Regions from separate parts of the Mus musculus genome. Here region 1 is linked to region 2. Evidence: chromatin contacts called from public HiChIP or PLAC-seq data. All regions are on one chromosome and are shown on one strand. The core of a region is the stretch at or near the end of the contact, and the rest is flanking DNA. Distances in the headings are between cores, read along the strand shown.

Evidence for each region. HiChIP or PLAC-seq counts read pairs in DNA pulled down with a chosen protein or histone mark.
Region 1: a contact with region 2 is called in a FOXA1 HiChIP or PLAC-seq map of pancreatic cancer cells. The contact joins two enhancer-like sites. A contact is called at or near these places in 1 of 484 Hi-C or Micro-C datasets (embryonic stem cells), 1 of 115 datasets of contacts at active chromatin or transcription factors (pancreatic cancer cells) and 1 of 9 other capture datasets (embryonic stem cells).

What each region holds. Positions count from the first base shown.
Region 1 is chr3:65,295,327-65,299,903 of GRCm38.p6, forward strand. It overlaps Kcnab1 (potassium voltage-gated channel, shaker-related subfamily, beta member 1), which reads left to right. Exons shown (of 14, transcript NM_010597.5): 4 at 2,343-2,422; 5 at 4,262-4,306. It overlaps A330015K06Rik (RIKEN cDNA A330015K06 gene), which reads right to left. Exons shown (of 5, transcript NR_126080.1): 2 at 2,967-3,200. Among named protein-coding and RNA genes, the nearest start is that of A330015K06Rik, 5.1 kb to the right of the region's middle. Within about 2 kb of position 1,840, at least 43 of the 459 cell types and tissues checked have an H3K27ac peak or open chromatin away from gene starts, as enhancers often do. A contact at or near this core is called in pancreatic cancer cells, where this site is marked.
Region 2 is chr3:64,899,159-64,903,753 of GRCm38.p6, forward strand. It overlaps the pseudogene Vmn2r-ps13. Among named protein-coding and RNA genes, the nearest start is that of Gm25222, 6.9 kb to the left of the region's middle. Within about 2 kb of position 2,458, at least 13 of the 459 cell types and tissues checked have an H3K27ac peak or open chromatin away from gene starts, as enhancers often do. A contact at or near this core is called in pancreatic cancer cells, where this site is marked.

The sequences.
Region 1 (4,577 bases), core at 590-3,089, 400 kb after region 2:
TTCTAATGAAGACAATGTGCAGTAGGGATTGTCTTTCCTTCCTAACATTTTTTTTCTTCTTGGGTGTGTGTGTGTGTGTGTGTGTGTGTGTGTGTGTGTATAACTGTGCTGCCCAGTCATTAGGTAAGGCTAGCTTAGCAGATCTTGGGTGACTCCAGCCAAGCAGAGTTTTAGGGGGCTGGCAGCAAAAAGTCTTTCAACAGCCACACTCCCAGTAGCTAAGAAGGAAGAAGTCCTTTCTCCCCACAGGAGGACCCAGGTGCACATCAAGAGACCGTATGACTGGCATCAGGTAGGGATGTATGGGGGTAACACAAAGGCACAGTCACAGGGAGTACAGCAAAGGCCACAGACACTGTTAGGCTGGAAGTAAGCAGCAACATAGGAAGGAAGGAAGTTCACAGCCAGAGTCTCCAGCCTGCATGCAACCTGCCAGTGCCTAGTGCACTGCGTAGAAGGAAAAAGGCAATGGTGGCTAGCCTTGTGGGCAAATCTAGTCTCCACCCCTACTCACCACAAGTCTCTGATCTCCCCTTCATACTGTCTGTCCTCTGCTGTAGGGATCTCATGTCTGGACATGCAGGACTGACCTCTGTGATGAGCCATTTCAAAATTCCAGCTCTCAAAATTGCACAATAAAGTTGTCATGAACATTTGCAGAGACACTAACACAGACGTACATCCAACAGCTAGAGTCCTTCTGGAGAGCAGCTGTGGGAAGGGTCCTGCAGAGCTGTCCACAAGGAGGAACAAGGACGACTAGCCAAACCCAATCACACTCACAACTGAATGGCTCAATCTCACCTCTTTTCTGGGGGCTAAAACTGTAAGCCAATAACAATGAGTTTACTTCCCTGATCTTTCAGCTTTCTCTTGGTCTTCCAGGAGTTCTCAGCTCCAAGCAGGTAAAAATGGCCATAATGTTCTTCGTGCTGGAGAACTGCAAGCTCCAGGAAGTAAAGACAGGCAGGAGCCTAGTGACTTAGCTTTCTACCACTAGGCCACACCTCCTAAGGAGTCTTCCATCTCCAAAAGATGCTATAGATCAGGGACCAAATGCAGGGGACTTGAAAGACATTTCAGATTAAAACTATATCAAGGCCTAAATCCAGTCTTTAGACTTCAATGTTTTTCCCATTATTCCACATAAGGTCTTCAGACCCTGTGACTGGGAAGGGTGTCTATTCTCAGGTACTCCATTTCAAAACTTCTCTGTAGCTAAGATGTAATTGTTACATTTCCTAATAAATAACCCACCAATATGCTGTAAGACATACCACAATAATTTTTTGCCGTCATCTAAAACAGGACAGTCAGAATGAGGAAACCTATATTTGCTTTACTTTTCAACTTTGCTTTAAAATAATGTCTTAATCTTATCAAATTAAAAATCAGTAACTGCTTCCTTGTGGGTAATGCTAGTGGATATGCACACTAGCCTACCCATGGTCTTGAGAGGCTAATTTTTAAAACACCAGAAACAGTCTATATTAGAAACGCTGGTGAAGCAACTTTAGTCCACCACCAAAGAACATAATGGAAAATCAATTGTTATTATGTGAGAAGTGGAAAAAAAATGTTCAAACATCTAGCAAATTAATCAGCAAAGTGGAGAAAGATTCCTCCACTGCCGTTTTCCAGCATCCTCCTACAGCTCCACCTTAGGCTGATTGTTGCAGGTAGCCCTCTCCTCTCCTGGCACGCTCTTACTTGCCCTGAGCAGCAAGGAGGATGGAACACGGAGCCCTGACCCATTCCGGCCTGAGTCCAGAGGAGCTTGCTCCCTCCCCTGTGTTGACTCAGCAGCAGCACCAAGATGATGCTTATTGTTCCACTGAACTGTGGGTGGCAGGAGCTTTAACAACAGTCATGATTGTCTGGCCTGTGATTCATCAGCACAGTTGGCCAGGCCTTGAGCAAAGTCACAAGCTTTTAGGTCAGGAGTCATCCAACTGCCAGAAGCTATTGACTTGCAGAAAGGGCTTGAGGGTTGGAGTCAGCTTTGATACAGATGACCCTCTTTGTCAGCAAGATTAGATGTCACGGAGGGTGTTCTCATACAAGGTCTTCCCAGCAGGGTGGAAAACACAGATCTGAACCCCTCAGTGCTCCGTGGGCAACAAAACACACCCCTCCAAGAGTGAGATTACAGCCTACCCAGTGTCTGAGGGTAGGAGAATCACCTGCCTTATACTTCTCTTTCTCTTGTCACTCACTACAGCTGAGAAAAACACAAGTGGTTCATAGGATCTCAGAGTGAACGGTGGATAAAGGATTTAACATTGCTTCCCAGCTAGGAAGAATGCCTGGCATTTCTGACTGACCCTTGCATCCTCTTGCAGGTTGCTGAACGGCTGATGACAATTGCCTACGAAAGTGGAGTTAATCTCTTCGACACAGCTGAGGTCTATGCTGCTGGGAAGTAAGTCAGAACAAGTTTTTAGCTCTCACATGGCATCATTGGTGGAAGCAAGAGGGTGTGCTCAAACATTGCTGTGGCATTGGCAAGGAGGGACTGCTCTTCTTGTACATATATCAGCAGGCATGTTCTTCCTCCGCCCTACACTGATATTCATGAAAGTTGTGATTTCTTAATGATGCCAAGAAATTAACAACTTTTCTAAGAGGGCACTTCAGAGCCTATTCTGAAGACTGTAAGCGACAGAGAGACCTTGCTGAAGGTAACGAGTAACTTTAGAGATTTCCTTTGGGCCTGAGCATCGACTTGGCAGTCTGAACATGGCTTGTTATGTTAGAACACATAATTGATGTTCTATTAGGCCGGATCAGCAAGCACATGTCACATAACATAACTAGTGTATTTTAGAATCGATATGGAGCCCTGGTCTCCTGGAATGAACGTGGGTGTCCAGCTTCCACCAGCAAAGGCAGAAGACATGGAATATGAACACACCAAGCTAGCTGCCCGCCTCCCCCAGGCCAGTTACAGTAGAGCTGAGGCTTACCCAGTCAATAGTAATTGCTCCAAATATTCTTGGAGCTTCTTCTTACTTTGGTTATTCCTTTTCAAAGACCTGCCTATTTTTAAGGACCATCAGAGGACTTGAGCATCCACATCTATGTTGTTTGTAATGAATCCAAGAAAGGAAAGTCGAAGTTGTTCGGCCTTGCTCCTTTCTGCATGCCCTCTTCTCAGGAGATTTTCTCAGTCCAAGGTATCTTGCTCAATACCGAATTGGCTAAAGCAGAGGAGAGGAACATAGTGATTGCAACTCCTACTGTAAGGGACAACCATTTGAATCGTTATTCATTGATGGCCACTATGTAACTAAGATAGGCTCCCAATATTTAAGGTCACACGTAACAACAGACAAACAAGGAGTAATGAAGACGATTCCAGTACTACCCCATGTCTGTTCATTTGGAGCATGTGCCATAGCTAGCATGCATCATGATTCCTTGGAGGCTGTGCACGCAAATAAAACAACTTTGGTTTACATCAAATACTAGCTAACAATGGCGTCCATATCTGGCTCACTGATGAACCAAATGCTAACTGCATTGACTTCCCTACTCCAATCTCTGGCAGCCCAACTGCTTCTTACACTGATCATCGTACTGGGTGGGTTATAGGAGAACATTTTAGTCTCCTCAATCTTGGTGAGTCTGCTGGGGAAGTGGAAGTGAGGATATTCTTAGGATGTCTTCAGTGCACCATTCCACAACCCAGCCTTAGGAACAGGAAAAATATTTTGTAGTGTCTCCCTATACCTTAGTCCTATGACAAACATTACTCAGTCCTAGGACATTCTCTTATGGACCACAATAACTGCAACACTGAACTTAGAGATATCTGAATACACATATAGATTCTTTCTTCTCTTCCAAGATCAACTGGGAAACTAGTATTTTCTGTTAAAACAGTCTGAAGCCTCTGGGCACAACTGAATTGTTCCAGCACAATAGATGGAAATAGGTGGTGCTGACTCTCGTTGAACACCACCAAGTGGGATATTTTTATGAGGGACCAAGCTGCCAGATGACTCCTCTGTTTCTTATGTCGGGACCACAGGAGGTCTCCTGCCAGTGCCAGCATTTGGCAGGTGCTTCTGGGATGCCTGGGAGCAGGATTCTGCGGGCACCAGCAGAAACAGTGGAGACTGTGCTACCAGCTGAGCGTGCTTCTATTTTGGGGATCTGTAGGCACTGAGAGTTCAAAAATGGGATGGCTCTGGTGTTGGGTTGACTCTTGCTTTTCTGAGACACTGCATCCTAAGACATTGTCTATTTTCCCCTTCAGGGCTGAGGTGATTCTGGGAAGCATCATCAAGAAGAAAGGCTGGAGGTACCACATCTACCATAACTGCTAGTTTGCCTTTTAAAGTCTTACTGATCTATACCAGAAAAGCAAAAACAAAATAAAATAAAATAAAATAAAATAAAATAAAATAAAATAAAATAAAATTTAAATCACATGGTACTAGAACAAAAGGCTGTCCAAAACACAGTCAACACTTGGTAAAGAAATAATCTATAATAGTTTGAAAATAAGTGCCATAAAGGTCATTATTTGTACTTCGAAATATACATAGCCATTGACTACAGGGAATCACGGT
Region 2 (4,595 bases), core at 1,208-3,707:
TGCCCACAGGATTTCAATATCCAAAACCAGGCTTATATCCATGTACTACATTTATCAAAAACTCATTGTGCTGATCTGTGTTGTAGGGGAGATTGGTGTATGCACAGCTTACTTAGTGTTGGAGCCTCCAAGGATGTTTAAGAACATTGAACAGCAAAAATGTAAAGATTATCTTTGAATGCAATGAAGGTTCTGTAGAGTTTCTGTGCTCCATTTTTGGGTTTGATGTTCTCCTGGCTCTGCTGTGTTTTCTTACAATCTTTGTGGCTCACCAGCTGCCAGATAACTATTATGACGGGAAATGTATCACTTTTGGAATGCTCGTCTTTTTCATTGTCTGGATTCTTTTGTCCCTGCTTACCTGAGCATTAAAGGCAAATTCAAAGTGGCTGTGGAAATATTTGCCATTTTGGCATCCAGCTATGGCTTGTTAGGCTGTGTATTTCTTCCCAAGTGCTTCATTATCTTGCTGAGGCCAAAGAGGAATACTGATGAAACTGTTGGTGGAAGAGTCCCCACTGTTGACAGGACCATCCAGCTGACCTCAGCTTCTGTGAGCAGTGAGCTTAACAGCACCACGGTGTCCACGGTTCTGGATGAGTAGAGCTGTGAGCTCCAAGTGACCAGCAAAGCTGGATGAGGACCTGGCTCAGTCTTCCATTTACACTGCTTCTGAAGCAGCTGCTTGTGCTGTGGGGTAACACTGGGGATTAGGCCTTTCATAATGTAGTCTTTTTCTTTTCTTTTCTTTTTTTGGGGGGTGGGAATTGGGTTTGAGACAGGGTTTCTCTGTATAGCCCTTGCTGTCCTGCAACTTGTTCTATAGACTAGGTTGGCCTGCTACTTAGAGATCCACCTGTCGCTGACACCCAAGTGCTGGGATTAAAGGCATGAACCACCACTGTCTGGCCATAATGTAGTCTTAATGTAGTGAATAAAATCTTAGTCTGTAAAGATACCTAGTAGGTATCATAATAGGACATAGTTGAAATTAGAAGTTTTTTTCATTAGAATATTTCATTGGGACTTTAGGGTAGACATGTAAGATATACAGTAGAGTAGGATATGACAGATAGGACTTATCAGAAGTTATAAGAAAAGGCTCAGTAACATAGGAACAAAACATACTTTCTTGTTTAACTCCCACTGTTATAGGAGAGCCATCTGTGAGAAGGTGTCTGGATTACTGATTGATGTGAGAGGACCCAACCCAATGTAGGTGGAACCATCCATGAGCAGGTGGTCCCAGGCTGTCTAACAAAGTCAGCTGAGAGTGAGCCAACTACCAGTGTGCCTCTGCTTCAGTGTCCTAACTTGAGCTCCTGTCGCAACTTTCCTCAGGGGTGGATTGTGAGCTGAAAATATAGATCAGGAAAACCCTTCCCTCCCCAAGTGGCTTTTGTCAGGCTTTCTTTTTCACAGCAACAGAGAGGCAAAGTGGAAAAATCCTTCAAATAGATTCTGTTTTCAATAGCTGCCACCTGGTCCTTTCTTGCCCACATTCTTCCAATAGAAGCCAGTTGCACTTCTGAAATTTGCAAGCCCTCTCTTCATTTGCTTGGCTCCATGTCACTCAGATTGTCCCCTTGTCCCTTCAATATTCCAACAATATTTTACTTATCCATTCCTTCACCTACCCACCCTTTCTTGAGAGCTTGGAAGTTTTGCACAGATATTTTTGGTATTGGAGGACTTTGTGATTGCTTTATATTATTTCCCTTTTCTCCCTTATCCTGACTGTGGTTATCATCTTTTTTTGCTGTCATTATCATTATATTACAATTTATTTTGTGAAAGGAACTTGAGCTGTAACTACTACCTGTCTCCATCTTTGTAGCCTTAACACTTAAACTGTATCTAGGTGATCAATCTTCAAATGGGTGGATGAATAGTTGTTGGAGTAGCTGACTCATGATCCTTCAGTGGGAGAATTGTACCAATGAGAGAAAGGGAGGAAAAGTCTGGTTTCTGAAGTACAGGATGTGTGGAGGATGGAAGGCGAGAGGAGCCAGGCTCCTCTCCTGAGTGGTAGCCTGTAGGTAGTGACTCAGGATGCTGCTAGTTTGTTTGTTTGTTTGTCTGTTTGTTTGTTTTTTACCTAGAGAAGGGATATTCTCTGCCCTTCTCTCTCTTCACACTGGTATCTGTGGGCTTCATTACAAATTGCCTTTGCTTATAGCTGCCAGTATGTTTTGCCAATGAGAAGACCCTGGAGGCTGCAGATGAAAAGAGAGGTTATAATCCTTTGTTTCAACCATAGCTCACTCACTCACCTGCAATGACTCTCCCAAGGTAGCCCTCATGAGGTACCCATACTGTTTGTTGTGTGACAGGTTTTTTTCCAACAGTACCATGTCATCTTGGACTTTGCCTCTGTAAGCAACGTGGCTCACTGCATGAATCAGCACCCCACAGGAAATACCAGATTATTTAATGAGAAGGGAGTTTAAATGGAGAGCTGACGAGTTGGCAGAGTGAAAGCAGGTGCCACAGTGCACTGAAGCACCTGCAGCTAAGAAGCTACTGTACAGTCAGCTCTGAAAGTAGAAGATGAAAGGTATGTGTTGTGTTAGCTTTTCCTAAGGAAATGCAAATAAATATTCATAGCAGCAACCATGGCAACCAAAGCAGACCAATATAATGCTAGCCAAGTCTATGGAATGGTAATGGGACTTAGGAGGACTTAATGGTACTTTTTAGGTAGTAGAGGAAGGGGGGAGGAATCTGAAGACTTCAACTGAAACTCTCCTCATCCAGCTACAAGAGAACTTAAGAGACGCTATGGGAAGGAGACAGTTAATCTTGAAAAAGGGACTTCCTGATGCAGATCCCATCAAGTGACCGTTCATGATGTAGTGTTGACTTCACAGCAATATACCCGTTTGGGATTCACCTGCATCCTTGAGTTAACCCCTTACCTATGTTCTATAAGGAGGTTCAGTAAACGCCTTGGTCTCACCAAATTGGACATTGGTGAAATCATGCATTTCTCTGGTCTGCTGTGGAGTAGTGAATGCTTATTTGCATTTCCTTAGGGAAAGCTAACACAACACATACCTTTCATCTTCTACTTTCAGAGCTGACTGACTGTTCAACAGCTTCTTAACTGCAGGTGCCTCAGCGCACTGTGGCACCTGCTTTCACTCTGCAAACTCATGTCAGTTCTCCATTTAAAACTCCCTTCTCATTAAATAATCTGGTATTTCCTGTGGGATGCTGATTCATGCACTGAGCCACAATGCTTACATTTTATGATGTAAAATGCCCATCTTTGGTATACTATGTACTGCATTCCTGATGACTAAAGAGATTTTTTTTAGTAGCAAAATTAATTTAATTGCCAACCAAAAGCTAATGCCAACCTACCTGAAGGCAGAATAGGTGGAGAAATTGAGATATACTCACTCAATGGAATACTGTATAGCAATCCTCAGGACAGGGTTGCTCTGTGAGTGAAGTGACTGGAAAGAGTTCAAGTGATTTGAAGTTGTGAAGGTTAATCATACAAGCAGGAGAGAGAAGTGACTTGGGCCAGGAACAGAGCTCTAAACAGCATGACAGGTTGAGCATGGCAACATCAGAATTGCTAATATACTTTTGATAGGTGGCAGCTGCACATTTAAAGCATGTGTTCAAAAGAAAAGGAAAACCCTACAATATCTGATGTGTAAGCATTTACCATCACTTCCAAAAATGGTCTCATTGTAAGCTGGCTTTTACTGCTCTTGGAAATTCTGTCTAAAAAGGGATATGCTTTAAGCTGATAATGCTGCATGGATGGAAAATAAATCTCAAGTCGTCTCTAGTGCTCACTAATAGTTGAAAAACAAATGAAAAGGAAAATCCAAATCTTTAAGCTAGATGTGGTAGTGCAGACTGATAATCCTACCTCTCTTGAAGCTGAGAGAGGAAGATAGTGAATTCTAGGTTATTATGAACATAATGAGACCCTGTGTAGAAAAACAAACACTTTTTGGGTTTTAGATCTATTTTCCTGTCATAATTCTTTTTCAAATGCTGTTTTGGATGTCTCCTGTCTTGAGGGGATTTTAAGGAAGGGATAGGTATAAGATATGGTTCCTGTTACTGTTTCTTAATGAGTGCAGCTTGCCCTAACACCAGTCCCTTGTGACTTCTAGCTTTTATTTTGTGGCTTCATACACAGTGGCTTGTGAAACAACCATACATTTTCTCAGTTAAGGTGCCCTGTTCCCAGATGACTTTAGCTTATGCCAAGTTGACATAAATAAACAAACAAACAAATAAATAAATAAATAAATAACCTACTTGGAATACATCCCCAAGATGGCAATGTTGATTTCTAGCTTTTATTTTGTGGCTTTCCTCTGTGACTCCAGTATTTGTGCCTGCTACTTTACACATTCACAAGAGTTCCTTAAGGTACAACATTCATTTCTTTATCAGGCTCTTAAAGTAAATTATTCCATGGTGTTTAAATATTGATCAGGAGACTAGTATCCTTAGCCATGTTCTTAACTGGAGAGACCAAGACATATTGTTTGCTTTGGTGTCTTAGTCTTAGGTCTGAGTCTTAGGACAAAGCATGCTGGCTAAAAATGAGTTCAGAAAATATG